Linked DNA regions of Mus musculus: region 1 is linked to region 2. A link is a contact called in public Hi-C data. All regions are on one chromosome and are shown on one strand. Each heading gives the region's core, a stretch centred on a gene start, on an enhancer-like site or on the middle of the called end of the contact. The rest is flanking DNA. Distances are from core to core; before and after follow the strand shown.

Evidence for each region. A called contact is a pair of places that touch in the nucleus more often than the background predicts.
Region 1: a contact with region 2 is called in a Hi-C map of cortical neurons, with 3 times the contacts expected there. The contact joins the enhancer-like site here to the promoter of Lrfn2 in region 2. A contact is called at or near these places in 1 of 39 promoter capture datasets (hippocampal neurons), 6 of 484 Hi-C or Micro-C datasets (cerebral cortex, cortical neurons, embryonic stem cells and 1 more), 4 of 115 datasets of contacts at active chromatin or transcription factors (double positive thymocytes, embryonic stem cells, forebrain and 1 more) and 1 of 9 other capture datasets (adipose tissue).

What each region holds. Positions count from the first base shown.
Region 1 is chr17:48,972,430-48,979,435 of GRCm38.p6, reverse strand. All of the region lies in intron 1 of Lrfn2 (leucine rich repeat and fibronectin type III domain containing 2), which reads right to left. Among named protein-coding and RNA genes, the nearest start is that of Lrfn2, 43 kb to the right of the region's middle. Within about 2 kb of position 2,510, at least 53 of the 459 cell types and tissues checked have an H3K27ac peak or open chromatin away from gene starts, as enhancers often do. A contact at or near this core is called in cerebral cortex, cortical neurons and hippocampal neurons, where this site is marked.
Region 2 is chr17:48,930,183-48,936,880 of GRCm38.p6, reverse strand. It overlaps Lrfn2 (leucine rich repeat and fibronectin type III domain containing 2), which reads right to left and starts at 4,299. Exons shown (of 3, transcript NM_027452.3): 1 at 4,063-4,299.

The DNA.
Region 1 (7,006 bases), core at 1,261-3,760, 44 kb before region 2:
ATCATTTGAAAATATTTTAAGGAGACCTTAGGTGGAGGAAAGCTGAGGTCTTAGTTTGGTCTTACTTCTTTGTCTATTTGTTATGGAACAATGAAGTCCACTAACATACAGAGTCCCCCTGGGACCAAGACAGTGTAAGCCTCTGCCCTTTTCTGCCCCCTTTGGTCACCTCTTTCAATTCCCGATGGGGTCAGATGGTCCAGTGTATAATAAGCTCCAGTCAGGGTCCTGGTCGCCTGTAGCTGTGGCTATGGACTGTGTTTGACTTGGGCATCACTTCAGCTCGGCAGCCAACCACCTGTGTGAACTTAGGACTGCCCCTTTAATACTCCTTGGTTTGGTTTCCTTGTTAGAGTTGTGGGAAAATACTATACTTGACAGTGTCGCTACTAATGTACCATCCCATGGCTGGAGATGTAGTTCAGGTCAGAGAGGACGTTTAGTGTGTACAAGACCCTGGTCTCAATCTCAAGCATCACATACATTAGGCATAGTGGTGCATGCCTGTAACCTTAGCACTTGGGTAATAGAAGCCAGGCGGATCGGGAGTTCAAGGCCATCCTTGGCTACATAGTAAGTCAGAGGCTAGCCTGAGCAATGTAAGTACTTGGCATTTAATAAACGTGTTGGAAGAATCATCACTTGGGTACAGGATTCTAAGTCCTCTCATCCTTCCCTCTAGGTTTCAGGGATGCTGACTTAGAAAACAACAGGTTGAATCTACGCCCCTTCACAGGGGGTGGTATCTTCTAAAACTCATGTTTCATCCCTTTGCGTACGCCTCAGACCCTTGGAGTCGTCTCCTTCTCCATCAGCACTGGGGGGATTGAGCATCACCCCACTCCAGAGTGCTGAGCCAGGGAGAAGGAAGCAGAGGGGGAGCTCTTAGGGCCCATGGATTTTCTTCTGTGTGGATCTGCTGTGACTGGAAGTGAGGGAAAAGAAGACGTGATGTCGCCCTAAGGGGCTGCCAGCTGCCACTGCCACACAGTAGTCTTGGAGGCAGAGAACATAATGAACATAACAGCATTTTCATTCTGAGAGCAAACAGTGCACAAGGCTGTGCCTTCTGTGAGCCCCTTACGATGGGTCTCCACTGCTCTCTCTCCATCTCCTTTCCTTGCTACTGGAGTCCCCACCGCCCTCAGAGGCCAGAGGGGCACAGTGGAGACCACTGATGCCAGGGAGGAGAGCTTCTATGATAGAACAGGATATCTGGTCAGTTAATAATCTTCCCTAGCTTCCTTGGGGGCCAAGAGAAGTCTGTGGCTGCAGGAAGCCACTGGGGACAGGAAGGGATGCAGTGTCTCTCCAGGAAAAGACCCGAGCCCTGAGGTTCTGAGTCCTGGCCTAGGCAGGGCTCTAGGTGCTGGCTCCTCCCTACATGCTGAGGCAGAAGGATGGCTGTGTTCCCAGAGTGGAGCTCAGAGACTGGGGACACCTTCTCTCTCCCATGGAGTCAACCATCTGACTCCAGCCTTCCCCCTAAGGAATCTGTAACGAGCGAAGCACACTCCTGTGGCACAGACTATGCCTCCAACGCTCTCTATCAGAGCTTAGGCCGAGTGCTACACCCTGAAGCACTTGTGTGAAGACGTCTGGAAGCCTTGTCCCTGCCCTCACCTCTGAGTCAGAGGCAGGGAAAGAAAACAGCCTGACTAACCCATTCCGGGTAAGCCAGGTTGACTATGGCCCATGGATATACCTGTGACACCCTGGGTGTTCGGAAGCTTTCCCAGAGAGGAATCCCCGTGGTGGGGGTTTATGATGGAGCATGGTGGACACTGAGGGGGGTGGGGGTGGGGTAGAAGTAGATATCAGAGTGTTGAAGAGAAAACCCCATAGCCTCTCTCTACAGCATAAGAGTGAAGGAGCTGGTGAGTAAGGAGTAGCTGAGTCGGGGAAACTGTGGGTCTTGTAAACATGAGGTCCTGCATTCAACCCCACAATCCACTGAAAAACAGAAAAATCAGGTGCAGTGGCCAAGGTTCGCGATACCAGCACTGGGGAGGTAGACCTGGGGGAATCCCCGGAGCTCACTGGCCAACCATCAGCAAGCTCAGGTCCCAGTTAGAAATCTTTTCTCCGAAAATAAGAACTGTGCCCGGAGAACCATCCTGAATGTTGTCCCCTGGCCCCTACACATGTGCAAGACCTCAGACACACTGACCACAGGTACAAGTGACAGGTCTCAGCCGCCCTAAGTGGGATGTTCTTTCTCACTTGCAGAAGATGCTAAGAAACATGGCAGCATCAGCATCTTCTGCCAGAGCAGAGGTGTCTAAATCCAGCACTTCCCCACCCCCCCCCCCCAGAGACCGGTGCCAAACAGTGGGCCTGCCAGCCACAGAGTCTCTCTCTCTCTCTCTCTCTCTCTCTCTCTCTCTCTCTGTGTGTGTGTGTGTGTGTGTGTGTGTGTGTTCTTCAAACATATGCATCATCAGACACCATGACAGACAGCTTCACTGGCAGACACCCAGAGGCACACCCAGCCTGTGCACAGAGCCCACACATCTATACACTCATACGGGCATGCACTCATGATCAATTTCTGGGGGCCGGGGGTGCTGTGTGGTACATGCCTGTCAATTCTAATGTGAAAATCAGGACAGTGCCAGGAGGAGGCTCCTCGGCCTCTGCAAGGAGCTTTGTAGGCTCCTGGTGATTGCCTTTCCAAGGCAGGCTCGCAGCACTCGCAGCCTGTGAGTTTTTCCAATTAGAAACCCTGGGCCTTGAGAGTTGACAGAGGCAGCAGGGGATCATTAGGAATGCAGCCCTGGCACTGTTGTGTTGGGGGCCAGGGGAAGGGAGGAGGGAGGAGGGAGGAGGGAGGAGGGAGGAGGGAGGAGGGAGGAGGGAGGAGGACATGGGAAAAGGGAGGGAGGAAGGAACAGGAACAAAAGGGGGAACTGGATTAGGAGGAGGGAGGGGCGGAATGATGAAGAAGAGAGGAAGGGGTGGAGGGAAAGATGGAGAAGGGGAAGAGGAAGAGAATAAGAAAGGTAAAGGGGGAGGAAGGAGAACAGGCTGGAGAAGAGAAAGATGGGAATGCAGAAGGCCTCCATGATGGGCAGATGGGTGGATGGGAAATATCACAATGAAACAGCCACATTATAGACTCAGAGAGCTCTGAAAAGATCTGCTGAGTGCAGAGCCTTCCTGCACTGGTAGCAGGGTCAGCAGCCCTCACCAGCAATGGCTTTCTCTCTTCCCTCTCAGAGAAGTAGCCCTCACTCAGGCTACCAGTGGGGCACCAATCCCCTGGGCCTCTGAGCTAGGCTGCATGCAAAGAAGTAAGATAGCAGAGGACCTTGTGGGGGTCCCCTCCTCTGAGCTTAGCTCTGCTCAGGCCTCCCTCTCCAAGCAGGGGGAGCTGGGCCTGGCATCTTTGTTTTCCAACTCCCATTTGGGCTGCAGGCCCCTCAGGCTGCCCCCCCCCCGCCCCCACAGGGTTTCTCTGTATAGCCCTGGCTGTCCTGGAACTCACTCTGTAGACCAGGCTGGCCTCGAACTCAGAAATGCACCTACCTCTGCCTCCCAAGTGCTGGGATTAAAGGCGTGTGCCACCACTGCCCGGCTAAGGCTGCCTTCTTGAAGCTAGCCCCCCCCCCCCAAGTTGTTCTCTGCTGGCAAGAAGACCCCAGGCCTCTGAAGAGCCAAGAGGGGCTGTGACTTCCTAGAGTCACATGGCCCCCTTTTTTTCCAAGGGCATCTAACGCAAGACATCCCATAAGCACAGGAGAGGATGCAGGCAAAGGGTGTGGCTATAAAGGACCAGGTTTGGCGTTTATATGCCATTGCTGCAAAAGGGACAGTCCACAATGACTGACCAAGTCTGAGGGCTGTCTGAGGCCCCACCAGCTCTGTAGACGCGACAATCTGATTAATGGCGGGTGCATGCTGGATCTTCCAACGTGACCATTCTTTAGCGTGCGTTCTCTCTCTGACGCAGGAACATCACCTCAGCTTGATGGGCTCTTACTTCATCAGCACAGATGCCAGAGGGACAACCAGAGCTTTCAGCCTGGCTTCAATCCTTACATGAGCCCTGTAAATCCTTTCTGGATAAAGCCCAGAGCTCATGTTAACGATACATACACAGCTATGTGTAGGTACGGGCCTTGTTGCCAAGAGAGGCGGCTTTACTCGTTAGTGCTTTTTGGCAGCTAGACATATCCTTGGCTTGTACCCCTGGCCCATGGACACCTGGGGTGTCCACCCCACTCTGACTTGATCCCCACCACCAAACTGCCTCTGCTGCACTCTCTCCCTTCCTCCACTCAGGGAAGGAAATGAGCTGAGAGGAGACAGGCCTGTGTTGTTATTTTTACTGTTTATAAATCTCTTAAGCTTGACACAGGCTGTTTTTTTCAACTCCAAGTCTAGCTGGAATGTTGCTGTTTTCGTGAAGAAAAATCAAAAGAAAAGGATTATAATTATGGGTCAGGTCCCAGGTGGGAAACAGCTGCCGGCGATGGGGGCTTCCCTGGCTTGGACATCTTTTGTGTCAGCCAAGAGTCAGGCATCCTCACAGCATGCTGAAAGGAAAAGCAACCTGGGTGTTTGCCTCCGTTTGCTCTCTTTACCCTCTGTCCTCAGGGGATGCAGGGCTCTGTTCTTGTCCTCAGTGTGGCAAATGCCTGCAGTCAATTCTAAATGGTCAGCTCATGTGACACGGGGGATCTGGTCCTTGCTATTTTATTTTATTTTATTTTATTTTATTTTATTTATTTTTTGAGAAAGGATTCATGGGAGCTGGCATAAGCAAAGAAGTCAGAGCAGGAGGGTTGTTAGACCCCTCCCCCACATGCAAGGCTGAGGAGACATTGGAGACCTGTGAGACTGTCTGATCACTTCGGAAGGTTTATCAGGTCTGAACACATCTCCGTTTTCATAGTAGAGTAGTGCTAAACAATGAGAGAAAGTCTCACTTCAATGGCTGACTTCATGAGTGACCACATAAAAGTTGTCTTCCATCTTTGGATGCCCCAAATCTGTATCTTTAAAAGATGTGGCTTTTATCTTTAAGTGTGTGTATGCTTGTGTGTGTATGTGTGTGTATGTGTGTGTGTGTGTTTGTGTATGTGCATATGTGTGTTTGTGTGTGTATGTGTGTTTGTGTGTGTATATGTGTGTGTTTGTGTGTATATGTGTGTGTATGTTTGTGTGTGTATGTGTGTGTGTTTGTGTATGTGCATATGTGTGTTTGTGTGTATGAGTGTGTGTTTGTGTGTGTATGTGTGTGTGTTTGTGTGTGCATATGTGTGTGTATATATGTGTGTGTTTGTGTGTATATGTGTGTGTGTTTGTGTGTGTATGTGTGTGTGTTTGTGTGTGTGTATATGTGTGTGTTTGTGTGTATGTACATGAGGTCCTCTGCAAAAACAGTATGTGCTCTTGAAACTCAGAGTCAGCTCTCCAGCCTCCCTGAACCTGCAGGTCAATCACAAAAGGCTGAGTAATGAGTAGAATGGTTCAGATAAGGCCCACTGGAAACTGCAACCTTCCACAGTATCAGCACCCCAACTTTCCAGCCATGGAGTACCCCCTTTCACACCAGGATACAATAGCCAGTTTGCTCCCCCCACCAGCCCCGCAAGCCCAGCTGAAGGCTGGAACACAGTAACCCCAGGTCTGGATCCAAGTTCTCCATCCCTGCAAAGCAAGTGAGAGCTTCTTCCTAACCCACGCACAAATGGCTACCGTGTCTCCACCCCCTCAGCCTACCACCATAGCAGGCATGAATGTCTCACCTGGGGTTGAGTTGTTTAGGCCTGTTCTTTTTTTTTTATTTTATTCATCTCAAACTTTCAGTGTCAACAGGGAAGCTGTGATGAAAGCCAGCCTTTGTCCCTCTGAGCCCCAGGCCTGGGATCCCTGTGGCTAAGCCTTTCTGACAGGACTGGAGTCAACAGCTCTGGGTTCCTTCCTTCCCTTGGGCCCCGGCAGGAGGTCTAAGTGGCCCATATACCCCTGTCCCTCAAAGACCTGTGAGCCCAGCCTCTCCCTCCTAAGCTGCAGAGGCAGGCCTAGAAAATTATTTGCTTCAGTGGTCTCTCGTGCCCGAGGAGTGAGAAAACACTTAATGTTCAGGGGAAGCAGATACCTGCTCGCTTCCCATCTCATCTCAGTGCTTAGTTCCAGAGGACAGGTGAAGCCCACTTTCAATCCCAGCACTGGGGAGGCAGAGACAGGCAGGTCCAGCCAACCTAGCCCACTTGGTAAGTTCCAGGCTAGTTCTCTGCCTCAGGAAACAAGGTGGGCAGCCCGAGGAATAATGATACTGGAAAAGATCAGTTTAGGAACTTTGGGAAGGTCATGAAACACTTGCCCCTCTGGAACGGGAGGCTCATTAACATTTCTCAGACAACAGGGCAGAAAAGACCTGCGGGTGGGGACACATTCCTTCAGACAAGGGAAGTCCTTGTCACCTCATTCCCTAAAGACGATTCAGTTTAAAGGGTGCACTGTTCTGCCAATCATATTATGCCTAGTTGCTGATGCTCCCTGGAAACCATATAAAAACTCCCGAAGGGATGCTGGGGATCATCGCCTTTTTTGGGGGGTCTGGGATGACCCCAGTGCACTGGAACAATAAATTCCTCTTGCTTTTTGCATTGATCCTGGCTCCACGTGGTTCACTCAGGGGGTCCCCGGTAAGCTAGGGATCCCCAAAGTCTTACAATACCTGAGGTTATCTTCTGGCCACATGTAAGTATACCTGCACGCGCGTGCACACACACACACACACACACACACACACACACACACACACATTATAAGCACAGACATGTATAGTAATAATATTAATAGCCAGGGAAAGCTGAGAGGTGGTGGGGCTTCTTGTGGTTAGGATGGTCAAGATGATGCCCACTGGGCAAAGGCTGGCAGTGGACCCAGGATGGGGTAGTAGTTAGAAGCACAATGTCCTGAATTTAGATTTGAATATTCCACTGGAATCAGGGTGAGTCACTTCTCGTCTCTGAGCCTGAGTTTCTGTAGTGTA
Region 2 (6,698 bases), core at 3,050-5,549:
GGCATCCTGGCTACCTCCCATCTCCATCTGAGATGCCTACCCAGGAAATCAGTGGGTAATGAAGGAGTTTTGGATGGCTGAGAAGCTACATTGATGCTGTCTTTAGCTCAGGGTTAGGGTTACCAGGTACCAGGAATCTGTCTCTAGCATCTGCTGGCTCTTCCTGCCCCTGGATCTATGAATCCATGTCCTCTGCTTATGTCTGGGAGCCCTAAGACATGCAGACTCAGCGGAGACAATATCGCCCCCAAGAGGGGAAACAACTTCTTGGTGGAGAGGCAACACCAATGAAATAAACAAACCCCTCCCCTTTCCATCTATAAAACATGCTCTGTGCTCAATGTAGAAAAGGCATACAACTGCAGGATTTAAATCCGGTGGGACAAATGGCTAGGAAAAAGTTTCTGCAAAGTGTCCTTCCAGGAGTAACGATGAAAGAAGACAGAGAAGCATCGGCCTAATGCCACCTTGGGTCCATCTTCAGTGACTGTCACCTGATATGCATGCTGGTATGTGTCCCCCCCCAGCTGTCTGCTCAAGATCCTGTGCACAACATGGACCACATGGCTCTCCTCAGCAACCTTGACTGCTCTGTCCCCAGAAGGCACAGTGCCCACTGCCAGGCCCAATGCCTGATGGGAAGGGCAGGCCCACACAAATATGGTCCAGAGAACCATACCAGCAAAACCTGAGGCCTGGGTCTTTTGGGCCTTTTGCTGACAAAGGTGCCAACTTTTGAGTGAGTCCTAACATCCGAAACCAGGCCTTGGAGGACAAGGATTAGTCTCTGTCCACATTACGCATGAGGTGGAGGAATGAAGAAGGATCTCTAAATGATGCTGAGTGCTCAGCCCATGATTTTCCTCAGGCATCCTACTGACATCTCTGAACTGTCCTGTCTGCCCAGTGTCTGCTTCTAAGCATGTGGGCCCAATTCATAGCCAGGGCAGGGCTGAGCCAGACAGGAGTTTTAGAATGTATTTTCTCAAAATACCTCATGCCCAGGGAAATCATGGGATCCCAGCACTCCTCAGACTAAGGTACAAGGATAGCCTGAACTACATAACGCAACTCTGCATCGGAGCGGGGTGGGTGGGGGGTGGGTGGGTGGGGAGTCAGATGTGGTAGCAAACACTTGTAATACAGGATGGACATCTGTGAGGTCAGGGTGTGGTGGGAGACAGAGTGAGGAGAAGACAGCAGGGGCTGGAGGAGGGAGGGTTTAGATTTCACACTCAAGCCTCAGACAGGAAAGGGTAAGAAACTAAACTCGTAAAGCACAGAGCTTGGCTTTCCTAGCAAAGACCCATGGCTAGAGGACCCCCAAAACACACAAGGAGGGAGCGAAGCATCTGCCGGGGGCCCCATAGGTCAAACGGATGGCCTTAAATCAATTCCTAAAGTTTTCTGGCGAGTTCCCCGAAGGAACAGGGAAGTAGCAGCACAAGCCTCCATCCTCCACTGCTCTGAAGGCCTCTCCCTGCCTCCCTACTTTCCCTGGGGATGGATCTGAGAAAGGATGTGGAGCCTGCCAGGAAAACATGGGGTCAGCACACATTTGCGGAATACGCATGACTATGTCATTTCATGGGGTGAGACCGTGGGTCTTAAGTGACTAACAAGAATGTGGCAGAGTCAGAATTTGAATGTGGCCTATCCAAATTTAATTTCTATCCCCATGTGACAAAAGGACCATAAAGAGCCTACTTCTACTGCCTTTGCCCAAAGACATCTGTAAGATCCCACTCAGTGGTGTGTGTGTGTGTGTGTGTGTGTGTGTGTGTGTGTGTGTGTGCATGTGTATGTCTACCCTAAGCTCAGCCATCGTGGTCCTCCTTGCCGCAGGACAGGGGGCTTTTTGAAAGCAATTTCAAATGCCAACATCAATGCTCAATTGTCCGTGAGTTGACTCCCACCCCCACCCCCACAGCCGAGAGCTCAGAAGTTTCTACACACACCAAAAACAACAACAAGAAGAAAAGCAACATAAAAGAACAAATTTGCTCCACCCTTCAGGCTGGCGGTTGGAAGCCAGAAGCCCCAGTCCTTGATTTTACTTTGAAGCAGGATGGAGAATAAGAAAACAGGCCCTTTGGAGCCAAGTCAGGGCCACGGGGTCTTAGAGCATCCCCACCTCCTGTCTGCATCCCTTATTCCCTTCCTTCGTCCTCCTATTCTCGGCCTGGCCTTTCAATGCTCTCTGCTCACCCTCCCCAGCTGCTCACATTTCTAGGCCTTGGGAAAAAGCCCATACTTCAAAGAAAGATATTGGAGCTCAGCCTCCTCCCAACCATGACAGACCCTGTCCTGTACCAGGAGCTGTCCCTGGGAGCTGGCCTACCGAGGAACATCGCTAGAAGCTTCACCAGAAGTGATGGGTTTGCTGCTTGTGTTCTGGGGTTGAGGGCAAGAAGATTAGGAATTACCATTGGGGCAGGAATTAGACCAGAGCTGGACGGCTAGGGAAGGGGGCCTGCAGCAGAGCATAGGAGGGAGGGGAGAGAAGGGCCATATAATTCTGTAACCCCTGCCTACAGCAGAGGGACAGGATGTACCACAGTCCATGGGGGTGGGGTGGGGAGAGGAGCAGCACTGGGTCAGGAAGGCTTGACACTTTAAGCACAGGTCTTCCAGGCCCAACCCTCTCTCACTTTCTGCCTCTGACAGGCTCCCTAAACCCGTCCCACTGCCCTGTTGGCTGCATGGCTTGCTATTTTTCAACTCTGTCTGAACCCAGGACATGGGACAAAAGCCTAGTTTATTTGCTTGCATCCACCAGCCTTCCTGATGCTCAAGCAAGAGTTTCCACCAGGCCCCCGCCCAAGTGCATCAACCCACCTCTGTCCTGAAACCTGGAACTCCACAGCTAGCTTGGAGGTTACCTGGTTACTTTCTTCCTTAGCTGGGTTTCCACTCTGCCCCAGGGGTCAGATCTTTCAAGCCACAGACAGACAAACAGACAGACAGACATGGACAGACACAGACAGACAGACAGACAGACACACATGCAAATGCACTGCTTTAACCAGGACAGAGGGCTAACATTTCTAGGCATGCATGTGGCTCCAGCTCAGAGGGACAGGCTCTGACAGCCCTCTCCCTGCAGGTGTCTGTCCGTCTGCAGCTGTTTCTGAGTGTACTTGGCATGAGTCGTGCTCGGTTCCTCTGCAGGCTTTGCCTGATTCCTGCTCTCTCTCTCTCTCTCTCTCTCTCTCTCTCTCTCTCTCTCTCTCTCTCAATCTCTCTCTCTTTCGATGATGTCTGGACTCCTTTCCCTGGAACCCAACGCTTCTGTCCTTTGTGCTCTCTGTGGGGAAGGTGGGGAGCAAGGCACTGCCCTCCTCCTGGGAGCTGTCTGCTGGTCTCGGTCTCAATTCTTGCTCAGGCCAGCCTTAGAAGCAGGGCAGGGCTGAGTGAGAGACAGAGGACTACCAACATGGGCATGGCTAACACCGGCTTACATACTGCTTTATCATGGCATTCTCAGCAACCCGAGTGGGCACACAGAGTCCTCCTGATCTTGGTTAGATCTGCCTGAGGCCAGGATAGGGTCCCTGCAACCATGCCTCCCTCCCCTCCTCCACGGCACTCCATCGCTGCCCCCCCCCCTGTCTCCACCCCACCCGTCCAGGAACCAAGCTCCTGAAGACCCCAGAATAGTCACCCAGACCTCAGCACCGTCCTAGCCAGGCCTGGCATGTGCTAACACGCAACAGCATGGTCTAGCGGCAAAGTTCTGCATTCAAGGATTGCCTTTGTAGGAGACTGAGGTCTCTTTCTCCAGCTTCCAAGCCTAACCCAGACCGGTCTGAAGCCTCACCAGGACCCGCTCTCCTCCCTCCCCATCAGTTTCTCCCCTTCCCCCACTCTATCAAAACACAATATAGAAGGAAGGATGGAATAGAGAAGGCATCCACAGGAGTCTATAGGATGGAGGAAGTCCGCAAGTGAGGCAGGAAAAGAGGCAAAGTTCCCCTGTTCCCCCAGGTGCGCACATCCCTGCGCCCATCTCCCGCGGACACCCAGCGTCGCCAAGACGCAGCAGCAGCGACAGCCACTCACCTGGGCAAGGCGGCATCTACCCGTGGCGGGGAGGCTCCAAGGCCGGCTCCGCAGGGCGCCCGGGCTCCTTGGCTCGGCCACGCATCCTTCCTGGCCGGAGACAGGCTCACGCTAAGCGCTCCAGCTGCAGCGATCCAGCGAAGGCAGGCAGATGGTGGCCTCGGACCATCCACGCGGGGAGAGCCCTGAGCAGCTTATTCAGTTATATCCATGGCATTTAGCAAGAAGAAGGGGCGGGAGGGGGAGTACAACTTGTGCTCTTCTCTTCCAGATTTTAAAAAAATAAGGGGGAAAAAGGATAAAAAAAGATAATCCCTTCTAGGAAGATGAGGGTAGGATTTTCCTTGTTGAAGAACCCCCCTGGCATCCCCAGGAACCTGCAGCCTCTTGGAATGTGGGATGTCTTCAAGTTCAGACCAGTCTGTCGTGTGTGTGTGTGTGTGTGTGTGTGTGTGTGAGCAAGGCACTCACACCCACAGGCACACACACACATACACTCCCCCGCACTCCCCGCATGCACACCACTGGCCCCCCCCACGCGTGCGCGCAAAGCGCTCTCTCTCTCTCTCTCTCTCTCTCTCTCACACACACACACACACACACACACACACACACACACACGCAGCGGTCGCACGCACGGATCTGTGAGGATGCTGTGCGGGTTATGCAGGCAGCTGCGGCCAGCGGTGCAGACAGCCTTAGAAACCCAAGGCGCCCCAGGACTCCGAGGCAGAGCGAAGCGCTCTGTCCCCGCCGGGCTCTCCAGCACTGCAGCCCCCAGTGGCCGCTGGCGGAGCTGCAGTAGCTCCGGACCCCAGATCCTGCTTCAGCCGGGATCCACAGCCCCGGAGGATCCTCGGTTCTAGCAGCGTTGGTTCGGAGTAAATGGGTTGGAACTGCAGCCCAGCGGGGCCGCGAGCCCTGAGAACCCCGAGGACCCGCTTGATCCGCCGCGCAGTGACACGACAGCTCCTGCGCACGGTTATCCCCGCGGCCAGGTCGAGTCCGTACTGCCGCCTCTCGTGCAGAGTACGCCTTGCACACAGCTACCAGCCCGCCGCCTGCTGGAGGAAAATTGGACCGCGTTGGCTCGGGGCTGCGGGTGGGGTTGGTGATGGGAGGATCGTGCCCACCCAGCCCTGAACCCAGCTAGGAGCCATCACTTTGGCTCCTATAGCAACCCGTGCTAGTTGCACACGACACACACGACAGACTTTTCCTGAACATTTCAAGACTGTCTAGGCGAATGGAAGCTCTTGTTTGACAGCCCAGCAGACCATCCTCCTCCACCCACCCTCACGTGACATAGTACGATTCCGAGGTTCTAGATTAAAGCGAAATGTCTAAGGCACGTGGTAGGTAGCAGAGTAATCACTCTGGGCTGGTCGTAGGCTTAGAATCACCAAACTAGTTCAGCAGAGTCTTAGTGGCCTCTGGGCTCTCAGTGGCCAGTTTCTGGGGAAGGTAAGCCTAGGGTTTGAAGTGCCGCCGTATATTTCCCTGTAGAGGACATGAACTGGGGAATGCCGATGTTGCTCCAGCTCTTAAAACCAAGGGCAAAGAGCATGCCTCGATTCATGTCTGCTTTCGCTTGTTCCGTGCACCTGTCCCAGATACCCACAGGGAGGCACATGTGTCATGTGGATTATGTCTCTGTGGTCCAACAGTGGCTCGGCTAGACAGGGCTGTACAGAAGAACCTGTCTCTTGCCTATCTGGGCACCCCAGCTGGGTGCATACCTACTGAGGCGCAAACAGCGAGGGAGGTCTCCTGCAGGGCAGGAAGGAAACTGTCAGATTGGTACGCCACAAAGACCCTTGGTGACAAGCTCTTCCCTGCAAAGATTCTGGGTAGCCTGACAGAAAGGAGGTATGGTTAGGATGCAGCTCAGGGTGTAAGGGGTGGGCTGGCCCTGGAAAGAGGGAAGGTGACTCCAGGAAAGAGGCAAGCAGGAGCAGTGGTAGAGGTGGGAAAGAGAGGAAGACATGAATTGCTGAACCTGAGAGAACATGAAGAAAAGAAGGGGACACAGGGGCAGGAAAGAGGCACCTGCTCAGAGCATTCCTCTTTGGTTACCTGGGTTTTGCATAGTGTCATAATTAAGAACTATATTACTATAATGAACATAATAATTTAAAAATGAAACTAAATAGAATAATTTTTAAGGTGGATAGAGTGGAGAGGGCATGCAGTCTGAGGTAATGTCTGAATTCTCCCGATGGGGCGGGGCTGAAGGCTAGACTACTCTAAGTAGACTCATCTATGAAAAGATGGCACTGGAAGAGCAAGGTTAGGCACAGGACCGGACAGAGCTGCATTGAGAAAAGGAAAGATGTTAGAAAGACAAAGACAGAATGGAAGGAAACAATAAAGAAACACTGGGTGTGGGACAGGGCACAGCTAAGACCTCGTTCCTGGAAGAAAGCCAACACAGCTACTCTAAAAGAGACAGAACCCAGGTCCTGAGTAATTTAAAGGATAATTCTATAGGGATTGCCTCAGCATGAACTGAGTTTGGGGACTGGACTTAGATGTCCTAGGAGTTTACTGTGGTTTTGAGATGTGTGATAGACACAGTGAGTCTCTCCCCTTACAGGGGTTGAATGTGTCTAAGACATTTCCAGCTGGAGGGACCT